Regions from separate parts of the Zea mays genome. Here regions 2 and 3 are each linked to region 1. Evidence: chromatin contacts called from public Hi-C data. All regions are on one chromosome and are shown on one strand. Each heading gives the region's core, a stretch centred on a gene start, on an enhancer-like site or on the middle of the called end of the contact. The rest is flanking DNA. Distances are from core to core; before and after follow the strand shown.

Region 1 (3,434 bases), core at 92-2,591:
GCGCGTGCGGCGCGTAGGGCGGAGCTCGCGCGGTGCCGCGGCTCGGCGGCGGGGCGCTGGTGTGCGCGCGTAAGAGAGAAGCAGAGAGAGGAGAGAGGAGCGGCGAGGGAGAGAGAGATTAGGGGAGAGAGAGAATAGAGGAGAAAGGGGAGTAGTAGAGGGAGGCGGCGGCGGCTGCTGGCAGCCAGCAGCGCGCGTGCTCGGTTTAGGGTTTGGGGCATGGGCCCCAAGTGGGTCGGCTGTAGGTTTAGTTTTTTTTTTAATTCTAAAATGCTTGTTTAAAGAGCTCAAAAATTCATAAAAAATTTACCAAAAATATTTATAAATAGAATACTTGTTTTTAGACTAATAATTACTATATTACTTAATTATTATTTAATTACTAGGATTTCTTTTTAAAAGGAAGTTAATAACAATCATCTGATAATCAATCAAGCGATAATCAATCAAGCGCATGCAAAGAAAACTGATCCAAAAATGCAAATAAATAATTAATCACTAAAAAATTATGATTACCATATTTTACTAATTTTATTATTTTTAGTTGATGGGTTTTTTGGTGTTACAATGGTCCAAATAACGATAGGTGAGGATAGAACGTTCTAATATCAGTTTACCTATTTGGTAAAGATTTTTACCCAATAAAAGACTCATAGGTTGAGTATTTAGCTCACGTATATACCCTATCTAGTCTAGCGATTATGATTTTACCCTTCGTTTGGAAAACGTAGCTCTGCCATATCTTTGCATCGTTATGTGCGGTTAACGATATTAAATTTTATGTGAAAAGATAAAAATATCCATGCAATTTATTGCGATTTTACCTCTCGTCAGAGTATGTAATTGTGATTTTACCTTATTAGAGTTGCGACATACAGAATAGGAAGGTAGTTTGGACCTTTCACCCACTTTTTTCACATTTTTTGTTTTTAATTACTAATTCTATTTTTCATTAACGACCCTGAGGGGAAGGGGTAAACGATAATTTTGTTTTTAAAATGGAGGGATAAAAATATAAAGTTGAAAAATATGAGGTAAAATCATAATTGCTGGCCAACTAAGGCCATAATCAAAATTGTCCCTATTCATTTATATCATATCTCATAAAATTGACAGTGCATATATTCAAATTCGAATTTAATTAAAATAAAATTATTATCAGATATAGCCCGTATTCTATTTCCACACTACCTACCGTTGTCTCCCACGTCGAAAGGCGGATAAGGTTTTCAAACGCACGCGATTGCGGAGATCTCGGCCGCCCGATCCGCCACTCCTCCATCCGACGGCAGGTACGTCCCCGGCCGGCCTACTACCCGGCGACCTCGGTCGCCCATGGCCACCGCGAAACCTTATCCCCAGAACCACACGGATAAACCCTAGCTGCGCGAGCCCCCCGGCGATGTCGGTGGCCATCCGCTCCGGCGAGCTCCTTGCGTGCCCCGTCGCACTCCGGCGGGCGCCCTTGGCTGTGTCTGTGGTGTCGGTGCGGATGAGGGCTAGGGGCGCCGTGGCTGTGCGGGCGGAGGCAACGGCCGAGGGGGTAGGGAAAGAGGGGAAGAAGGCGGCGGGGAAGAAGAAGCCGGCGAGCGGGATCACCAAGCCGAAGCCCATCTCTACAGAGCTGCGGGAGTTCGTCGGCGGCGCGGCGGAGCTGCCCCGGACTGAGGCCATCAAGCTGGTATGGGCGCACATCAAGGGCAACAACCTCCAGGTTCGATCCCCGCCCCTCGCTATCTATCGCTGTAGGTGCTTTCGTGCTCCTAGTGTGTGCAGAAACGTGACTGTGCTATTAAGATTTAGGGGCTGTTCCTTACTTGCCACATGCCACAGTTTGCCACGCCTTAAGGTTAAGTAAGTTTGACCAAGTTAGGCATGTGTTTGGTTTGAAGCCACAGTTGTGGCAAGATTTTTCTCCTGCTACGTAGGTGTCACTCGTGTAAGATTCTCTTAGGCGTGGCAAACTTTGACGTAGAATTTGAGCGCCTAACCTCAGACATCTTAGGCAAGTGTGTCATAAAGTTGTGTGATAATTTTTGGCACCATAGTTATAGAACCAAACAGCCCCTTAGTGCGTCTTGGTTATCAATATTGTGGCTGCAATGTGTTCGGTTCTCTGATTTGATTGAGTCCGATCGGTAGCTGAAGTTATCTGGGTCTGACAATTGTGTCGCAGTTTGGTTGTTTTCTGTTGACGCCTTTTCGGAGCGCCAAACACTCAACAAGAACCGGCGGCGGTGCTCTCTGGTCAGGCGCGGACGGTCCGCGGCACAGGGCCGGACGGTCCGCGACCTGGCGCAGGGGCAAAGGTTCCCTGCCTGACGGCCGGACGGTCCGCGCCCTAGGGCCGGACGGTCCGCGCGTGCGCAGGGGGCGGCGAAGGTCACCGGCGGCGCCTGAATCTCGCTCCCGGGAGGGACCCCGTCGGGGAGGAGAGATCCTAGGTGGTGTCTAGGCTCGGACAGACCGACCTAGACTCCTCTAATCGACGTGGAGTCGAAGAGAGGCGGAGAATTTGGGGATTGGAAGGCTAAACTAGGGCTAAACTAGAACTAGACTAGAACTACTCCTAATGCGTAAAGTAAATACGAGTAATAGACTTGATTTGATCGATTGTTGGGGGGTTCAATCGGCCGTAGCCCTTCATCTATATAAAGGGGGAGGTCTGGATCCGTTTCCAACTGTTTCCCGAGTTAATCCCGCGGTTTTAGGTAACAAATCCCGCGAGAAACTAGGAACCCTAACTGACTCTGCGCGCGCGCGGACCGTCCGCGCCGCCACCGCGGACCGTCCGGCCTCAGGGCCGGACCGTCTGCAAGGCTCATTTTAGCCTCCAACATTTTATTTTCCCTAATATTTAAGTACACTGATGACTGATGTTTGTTGCTGGAACTGCACAATGGATGGAGGATATGTAAGTTTATTGGAGGAAGAAGGCTATGCGCATAGCATAAATATATGTGCCATTGCTGTAATTACTAATATGTATGTTGTATGTCTAGTTTTGTTTTGTTTACATTACTTTTGTGGATGACCGGGCTGATAAAGTTTATCCAGAATCCAGATATTCTAAATGCTGTGTTTTGATGGCAGCATTTTCATTTCCTGGTTGGCAATGCTTCTTCTTGTCTGTCTGTCTATGAGAAATTAGTGGCGTCTGTGGTGGATACTGTATAGTTTGTTGGACCGCCATTGTAAAAACCATGCAATTCTAGGTCCCGTCAGAGCCAACTATCTTAAGTTTGACTAGGTTTATAGGAAATATTATCAACATGTACAATTCCAAAGAGATGTGCAATAAAAGTACATTTCATGATGAATCTATTGCTACATATTTAGTATCATAAGTATTATAATCTTTTTATATAAATGTGTTCAACTTCAGATTGTATCATTTAGCACTACTCTAAAATTGCATCTTTTCTGGGAGGGAG
Region 2 (3,488 bases), core at 573-3,072, 600 kb before region 1:
ACAAGTGGCCAAAGTTTTTTTTAAAAAATGTTCATATATTTGTAGGTAGTATATTATTGTTTTTTACAACATACTCGACAACATAACAAAAAATTAGCACAAATTCTATGCATACTTGTTTTAAGATATATTTATTGTAAAATATTAAATTTGGCCTACAATTCGAATGTCTAGAAGACCGACTCCTATTCAGCATCCATCGGATAACAATGCAGGGCAGGATTGTTCAATGGAACAGATTAATCCTTTGGTGTGATACCTAATGTCAATGCCGTACAGGCCCAGCAACATTTCACAAATAGTGCGCTAGAAGTACAATTGGAATGGATCTTCGACACATGCAATATAAGTATTAGTTTGCGACCTTAACCACCCTACATTACAGTAATCATACTACCCAGCGATGGTTGGACACAAGATAGTTTAAGCTCAACATAGGTAACTCATGATCAATATGACCAACATGGCTAAGTTCTTCATCATAAACGTAGCAGTCTTTACTAGCAGACTTCTGAACAAAACATCTAAATTACTGGAAATAAAACTACAGCCTCGCCTCTACCACATGGTCCATTCCCACCTGATTTCAGCGGTACTGCAACAAAAATATAGGCATTGCATTGGTTAAAGAGCAATAGTAAGTCAACCAAATTGGAGAAATTTCAAAAATATTGCCATGGGCAGCAAAATAATTGTAGGCACTTTATGTGCCATAGCCATACATTAATGTTTTCATGTCAACATGAAAAACATGTAACCACAATTCATTCTTTGAATAAAAAAAGACTACCAGCAAAGTGTAGGGCATGTTTCAACAAAATACCACAGCTGCACTTGCAAGAAAGGGAACAAAGTGCCAAAGAAACAGTCTAAATACATAGGAATGCCCTAAACTGCAAGATGTCGCCTAAAAGCTGGCAGTAACTAATTCATTAAAGAATTAAAGATGATAAAACAACAGATAAGTATCAGACACTTTACATCATAGAATCTTGGAGCCTTTTCCATGTTTACGATGGAGGCTAACTAAAAGCAGAATAGTGTCTAAATGGAGCTATTTCACAAATATTAACTAATGGATTTATCGGTCTTTCACTTTTTTCTTGTCGTGTTTTTTGATAGCAACTTTTCAGACTAAATATCCAATACAAAATCATAAAGCATTAATGATGCTAAGCATCATTCACACAGGAGTTTGAAGCTTATATTGCATACCTTGATGAAGCCAATGTCCTTGGCATTGCTGCGGAAGCACTGCCTGCAGCACATCAGCCCGTACTTCCTGATCAGTCCATGAGGGTTCGCACAGACACGGCTGTCAAAGTGAACAAGTTCCGCTAAGTACAACGCCACAATAAGGAGCATACCACTGCAGACTAAATAATAGTGCTTAGCTGAATTGTTGGAACTTATACTTGTGTGCCATACATGACAACAATGAACACAGACAAGTCCAGAATCAAACTGTCTGTAACCTGGGCAAACGATCCATAAAATTGGCTATAGTAAACCGCAATAATCAATTAACGTAACTAAGGAACCCTCGAATACACTACACAAACTCGAATCACATCGATCCAAAATCTAGTCCATAACTATCACCGATCGACGGAGGAACCTAAATCCACACAGAGCAAAAAATAAAAAGAAACTCCTACATCTATAAATTCGATTAAACGCATCAAAAAAAATATGTGCCGGTAAATGGAACACACGTACCAGACGCGGGATCCGGGCCCGTAGTTCTTGGGGTGCGAGTTCCAGACGTTGGAGTGCCCCATCGCCTCCTAATTCCGCCGCCGCCGCAAGCGTTCGTGGGGAAGAGATAGATGGAGTTCGGTGAGCACTGAGTAGCGGCGCCGTTGGGAGAAGCGGAATATATAGCTGACGCAGCGAGCGAAACCCTAAGCCAGGAGCAGACCCGATTGGGCCAAATGGCCCGTAGTTCCATAGTCCTGTAATTGGGCTGAAATGAACCTTCTGGGCCACATGGGCCATATGTGTCTGCGGTTTAGTCCAAGTCTCTCCCCACTCCCCAGGCTCGACGGCTCCGTTGGTTGATTCTGATTCGTCTCCTGTTGGCTGTTGCCTTCGACCGCCTCCACCTCGTCTCCGACGATGTCCTCCGTCGCCGGTGAGGGTACGTTGTGGTCCCAAATGGTGCGAACGTTCCGCGTAGCGCTGCACACCTCACACTCCAGGTTGTAGCTGCTTTTTTCTCTCTCTTTAACATCCGCTCGGTCGCGTCCGTGCGTTTCTGCCAGGGGAAGGAGAGGGAGGAGGACGGCGCCGACGGGAGGAGCCAAGGAGCCAACAACATGAGGACGGGGTCGAGGTGGCCGACGGAAAACTGGATTTGGGTGACCTTTACGGCGCGGCGGCGGGGTGGGTAGAGGCGCGGACCAGCTGCCCGCACCTCGGCACCATGCCGCCCGCTGGTGCTGAATTGCTGATGACCTTGCTCGCGTGCCTCCGCCCGACTCTCCGTGCTCCAGGTTCGGGGCACCTCCTTCCTGCTCGAATTCTCTGTAGATTCTTTGGAATTCCCCGCAGTTCAATTTTCCGGAACAACACTGAGATGATCAGTTTAACATGTAGAAGAACAAAGTTTTTTTAGTTGCTGACAAGGTGATTACTGATTGTGGATTGTCACTGAAAATGTTGTGGCCACACAATTGCATGTTCAGAATCTATCGATTGTTTCTTTGGTTCAACCAAAAGTATTATGTTATCAACTGATACAAATTGTAGTTCAGTTATGTTCATAAAAATCATTAGGTAATTTAGGTCTTCACGATTGGGTTGATCAGTGATTCACTGGGATTGGATGTTGATCTACCTGGGGCGAGCCATTAACTGTGCACTGCTCGGACTGGTGTTCATTGCATTGCTCTGCGAATTGCAAGATTGATAGCAGGATAGCTTAGCCTCTGCATAGCTCTTGCAATGCTTTCAGTGAGAGAATCTGCATTACTTGCTCCATTCATGGGAATGCACTTTGTGTCACTAAGACCGTTTTCAGCAGTTCACCTATATGGTAACCCAAAAAACACTGCTTTGCACCATAGACTGCACTGTTCGCAGAGCGGAGTATGGATATGGGGATGGGTAAGTTGCTGGAGATAACCTAAGGGATTGGTGATGGCGACTTTGCTTTAGGTTATCCTTCTGCTGATTAATTGCCTTGCTCACTAATGGTCAGTTTGAGTTGATATTAATAACTAAGTCTTGATTGAGAACCAATAAACCTGTCAAGAGGTTGCTGAAGAGGGTTCATATTCTTCTCTTGCAATGCTTTCAGCGAGGGAATCTGCATTACTTGCTCTATTCATGAGAATGCACTTTGTGTCACTAAGACCGTCTTCAGCAGTTCACCTATATGGTAACACAAAAAACACTGCTTTGCACCATAGACTGCACTGTTTGCAGAGCGGAGTATGGATATGGGATGGGTAAGCTGCTGGAGATAACCTAAGGGATTGGTGATG
Region 3 (3,125 bases), core at 431-2,930, 880 kb after region 1:
CCCTAAGCAGGGGACTGAAGGGGATTAAATCCTCTTCTATTCAATTTTGACTATCAGGGCTTGTTCGGTTCTACCCCAATCCATATGGACTGAGGGGGATTGAGAGGGTTTTAATCCCTAGCAAGTCAAAATCCCTCTCAATCCATATCAACCTCCTTCAATCCATATGGATTGAAAATAACCGAACATGCCCTCAAGGGATTTAATCCCCCCAAACCACCTTCAATCCCCTCCTAAAGTCCTAACTTAAAACTAGCACAGGTGAAGTCCCAACAAAAATCACAAACTTTTATTTACCTCACTAAGGAGAATATCAACAAGTAACTTGGTTGAAGCAGCATCCTCCTGCGAGCCCTTTGCCGGAGTCAACTTGAACGCGTAGAGGGGAAGCTTGGAAGCTGCTCAAAGATGCAAATGTTAATCCAATAAAAGTGCAGAGTAATTTGCTACTTCCATGTCCAGTGAAGCAAGTACAATACTAATTTGCTGATGTCTTAGTGAGGTTTCCACCAAGTCAAAAAAGAAACCATATTTCCAGTGAGGCATACAGTATGCACATAATAATAATACAAAAGGCTCTATGTTTTTGCTTGCGTTAGTTATAATGGCCTGGGGTTCAGACTGAAAAGTTATTATAAATATCCACAGTTGCATAAGATATCTGTTTATTATATCCTTATTTAACCCAACTCAATTCGAGGCGGATAACAGCTAATTGTTACCCGAAAACCGCTGATGGTAACAATTTTTAACCGGAGGCATGAACCAAAATAGTGCAGATAAAAAAAAACTGAACACTCTGTTTCGGCTGTTCAGTTTGCAAAGGCCCCCAACTTTGTGGAGCACAAACGACACCTTTTGCTGTAGAAATTCCGAGAATTTTCTAAACGAATCGTGCACAAGGCTTCGGGGCACAATTTAAAATGGGACAGGATCCAATGCAAATACTAATAAGTTGTTAATATTCCCAAGATTTTCAACCGGATTGTCGACGGAAACGACGTCAGATTGACCGTCAATAGGGAATTGCCTAGGGGGGTAGGTGGCTCACCAGGCAGGCAGCAGTCGCCGAGGCAGTTCCTCCCGCAGCCCGCGCGCGGCTTGTCGGCGTCCTCCTGGTAGTTGGAGACGACGGTGGGCACCCTCCTGATGGTCAGCTTCATCTCCATGCCGGTAGGTCGGTCAGTTACTCTCGGGGTGAGAACTCGTCGGGGTCCGGGGGGGTTAGCAGAAGGGACTAATTGCTAGGAAAGGAAGAAGGTGAGAGACAGGAACGGCTCAGAGGCGACCGCCGCCGGCGAGGAAGAGGAGATCGGACGGGCTTCCTCCGGCCGAGGGCAGCGCCCCGCGGCCGCCGTGCGGAGCGGGGCTGGACGCGACAGCGGAGGCGATGGTGCCCGTGGGCTCCACCTGCGCAGCTGCGGGGCCGCGCCGGGGGGCTGCAACGCTAGCCGTGATGCCTACAACTCGGCCACGCCCAGAGGGGAGGAGGGAGGGCAGCTGTGGCAGGATTGGGCGGTGGTCACGGAAGCTGCCGAGGCCTGCGCCCCGGGGACGGGGTTCTCCTGTCTTATAACTCTTCTCCGGCGAGGTGAGGCCAGGCGAGCGGCGGCGGTGCGTTGGGGTTGTGCCTGAGCTGGGTTTGGTTTGGGAAGAACGGAGGAAGCGGGATGGCATTAAATAGGGGGAGGCGATTGCGGTGGCGGATTTGTGGTGTGGCTGTGGCTGGCTGGTGCGCTGCTGTGTGGTGGATCTGGACGGACACGGACGATACCCGATTCTCTCTCTCCTCTCTGCGCCACGGTATTTCTTTTTCTTTTCTTTTTATTTATTATATACGCAATACTCGCTGTGTTCAGTTTTTTCTTGTCTCCGGTCGGGTGGTTCACGTTTCCCATGCTGGGGACCACGAGCACAGAGGCGAAAATATAAATAGATATTTAAGTTATCATGTTTTTCTTATCCGCTAAAATTTTATTAAAAATATATTCCCCTTCATATCCATTTTAATATTAATATATATATATATGTATATTTGTTTTTTGCAGTTTTTTTATCTATCAACATACAAAACAGGTATCATAAATATATTAAAAGTTTTCTCTCTATAACTAGTGATCAATTATTTAATTTTATTATACTAATTTTGTTGACGTGTGTTCATAACCACGAAGCATAAGGTTGTTCGACGTGGCTCGGCATGTGCACCTCCAGTGATTTGAGCACCATAAAACACTCAAACACACGAGCAATTTATCCTGTTTCGGTCCTTTGAGCCATATATCTAATAATTTTGTGTTTTTTGTGCTAGAAATGCTCGATTGAGGGTGTTCTTACAATCAGAATGAGCCGAGGGAGATGTAGAGGAAGTGCTATGCTAATTTAGGGCCCAGTCCTCTATCGTGTTGGTTGATCTCTTCTACAGGAGTCCATGTCCTCGATGTGATAAGAGGTACAGAGTGAATGGTTTCTTTTTGTTTGAAAGGAATTGAGACGCTCAAGAGAGGTGGTGAATTAGGACTTGAAAGTTAAAAAATAAATGTAGGGATGTAAACTCTCGTGTACAACGCTGGTATTTTTACCGAGGTATTCGGAACCACGCAAGGTCTTAACTAATCCTCGTTAATGTCCCTACGCAAAGGGTAACCCACGTGAGGGCCAAGCACCACGGACGAGTAAGTTCATAGAGAGCCACGTGTCTTCTCCGCGCGCAAGTGGTGCTTCGCTTCCGACTCCTCTCGGACGCTCCACGTCGTCTTCACTATCGAGCTTTCGGGATAAACGTTGCGGCCTCATTCCCTCTGGTACACGGTGGCGGACGTATCACAAACACGGTTGATACAGTCTCGCAAGACTCTCACCCCACTCAGTACAATATTACAACGGCTCGCGCAAGAGCCGAGGAGTTTGTGGGTTGTCTAATCTCACTCACACAACTAGGAACAAATATAGAGCAAGCGCTAATACAGTTTAACGAACCTAAGCACTTCGCAAAGCACCTACATTAATCACCGAGTGATTCTATTAAACACTTGGGTGTTGGAGCACTTGCAAGTGTGTATGGACTTCCTTGATATGTTGCTTGGGCTCCCACACCTCCAAATGGTCGGGTGATGTGGTATTTT

The links. A called contact is a pair of places that touch in the nucleus more often than the background predicts.
Region 2: a Hi-C map of tassel shows a contact between it and region 1, with 2.2 times the contacts expected there. The contact joins the promoter of LOC100282513 here to the promoter of LOC100275998 in region 1. A contact is called at or near these places in 4 of 25 Hi-C or Micro-C datasets (ear, endosperm, leaf and 1 more).
Region 3: a contact with region 1 is called in a Hi-C map of tassel, with 4 times the contacts expected there. The contact joins the promoter of LOC100283852 here to the promoter of LOC100275998 in region 1. A contact is called at or near these places in 3 of 25 Hi-C or Micro-C datasets (bundle sheath, endosperm and tassel).

What each region holds. Positions count from the first base shown.
Region 1 is chr6:30,541,912-30,545,345 of Zm-B73-REFERENCE-NAM-5.0, forward strand. It overlaps LOC100275998, which reads left to right and starts at 1,342. Exons shown (of 2, transcript NM_001149896.1): 1 at 1,342-1,714. The coding sequence starts at 1,403.
Region 2 is chr6:29,945,855-29,949,342 of Zm-B73-REFERENCE-NAM-5.0, forward strand. LOC100282513 (40S ribosomal protein S29-like) reads right to left here and starts at 1,823. Exons shown (of 3, transcript NM_001159462.2): 1 at 1,720-1,823; 2 at 1,216-1,315; 3 at 371-595. The coding sequence starts at 1,781. The coding sequence ends at 587. It overlaps LOC103630926 (a long non-coding RNA gene), which reads left to right and starts at 2,032. Exons shown (of 4, transcript XR_002262999.2): 1 at 2,032-2,140; 2 at 2,265-2,495.
Region 3 is chr6:31,420,946-31,424,070 of Zm-B73-REFERENCE-NAM-5.0, forward strand. LOC100283852 (VTC2) reads right to left here and starts at 1,681. Exons shown (of 6, transcript NM_001156750.2): 1 at 1,052-1,681; 2 at 298-398. The coding sequence starts at 1,169.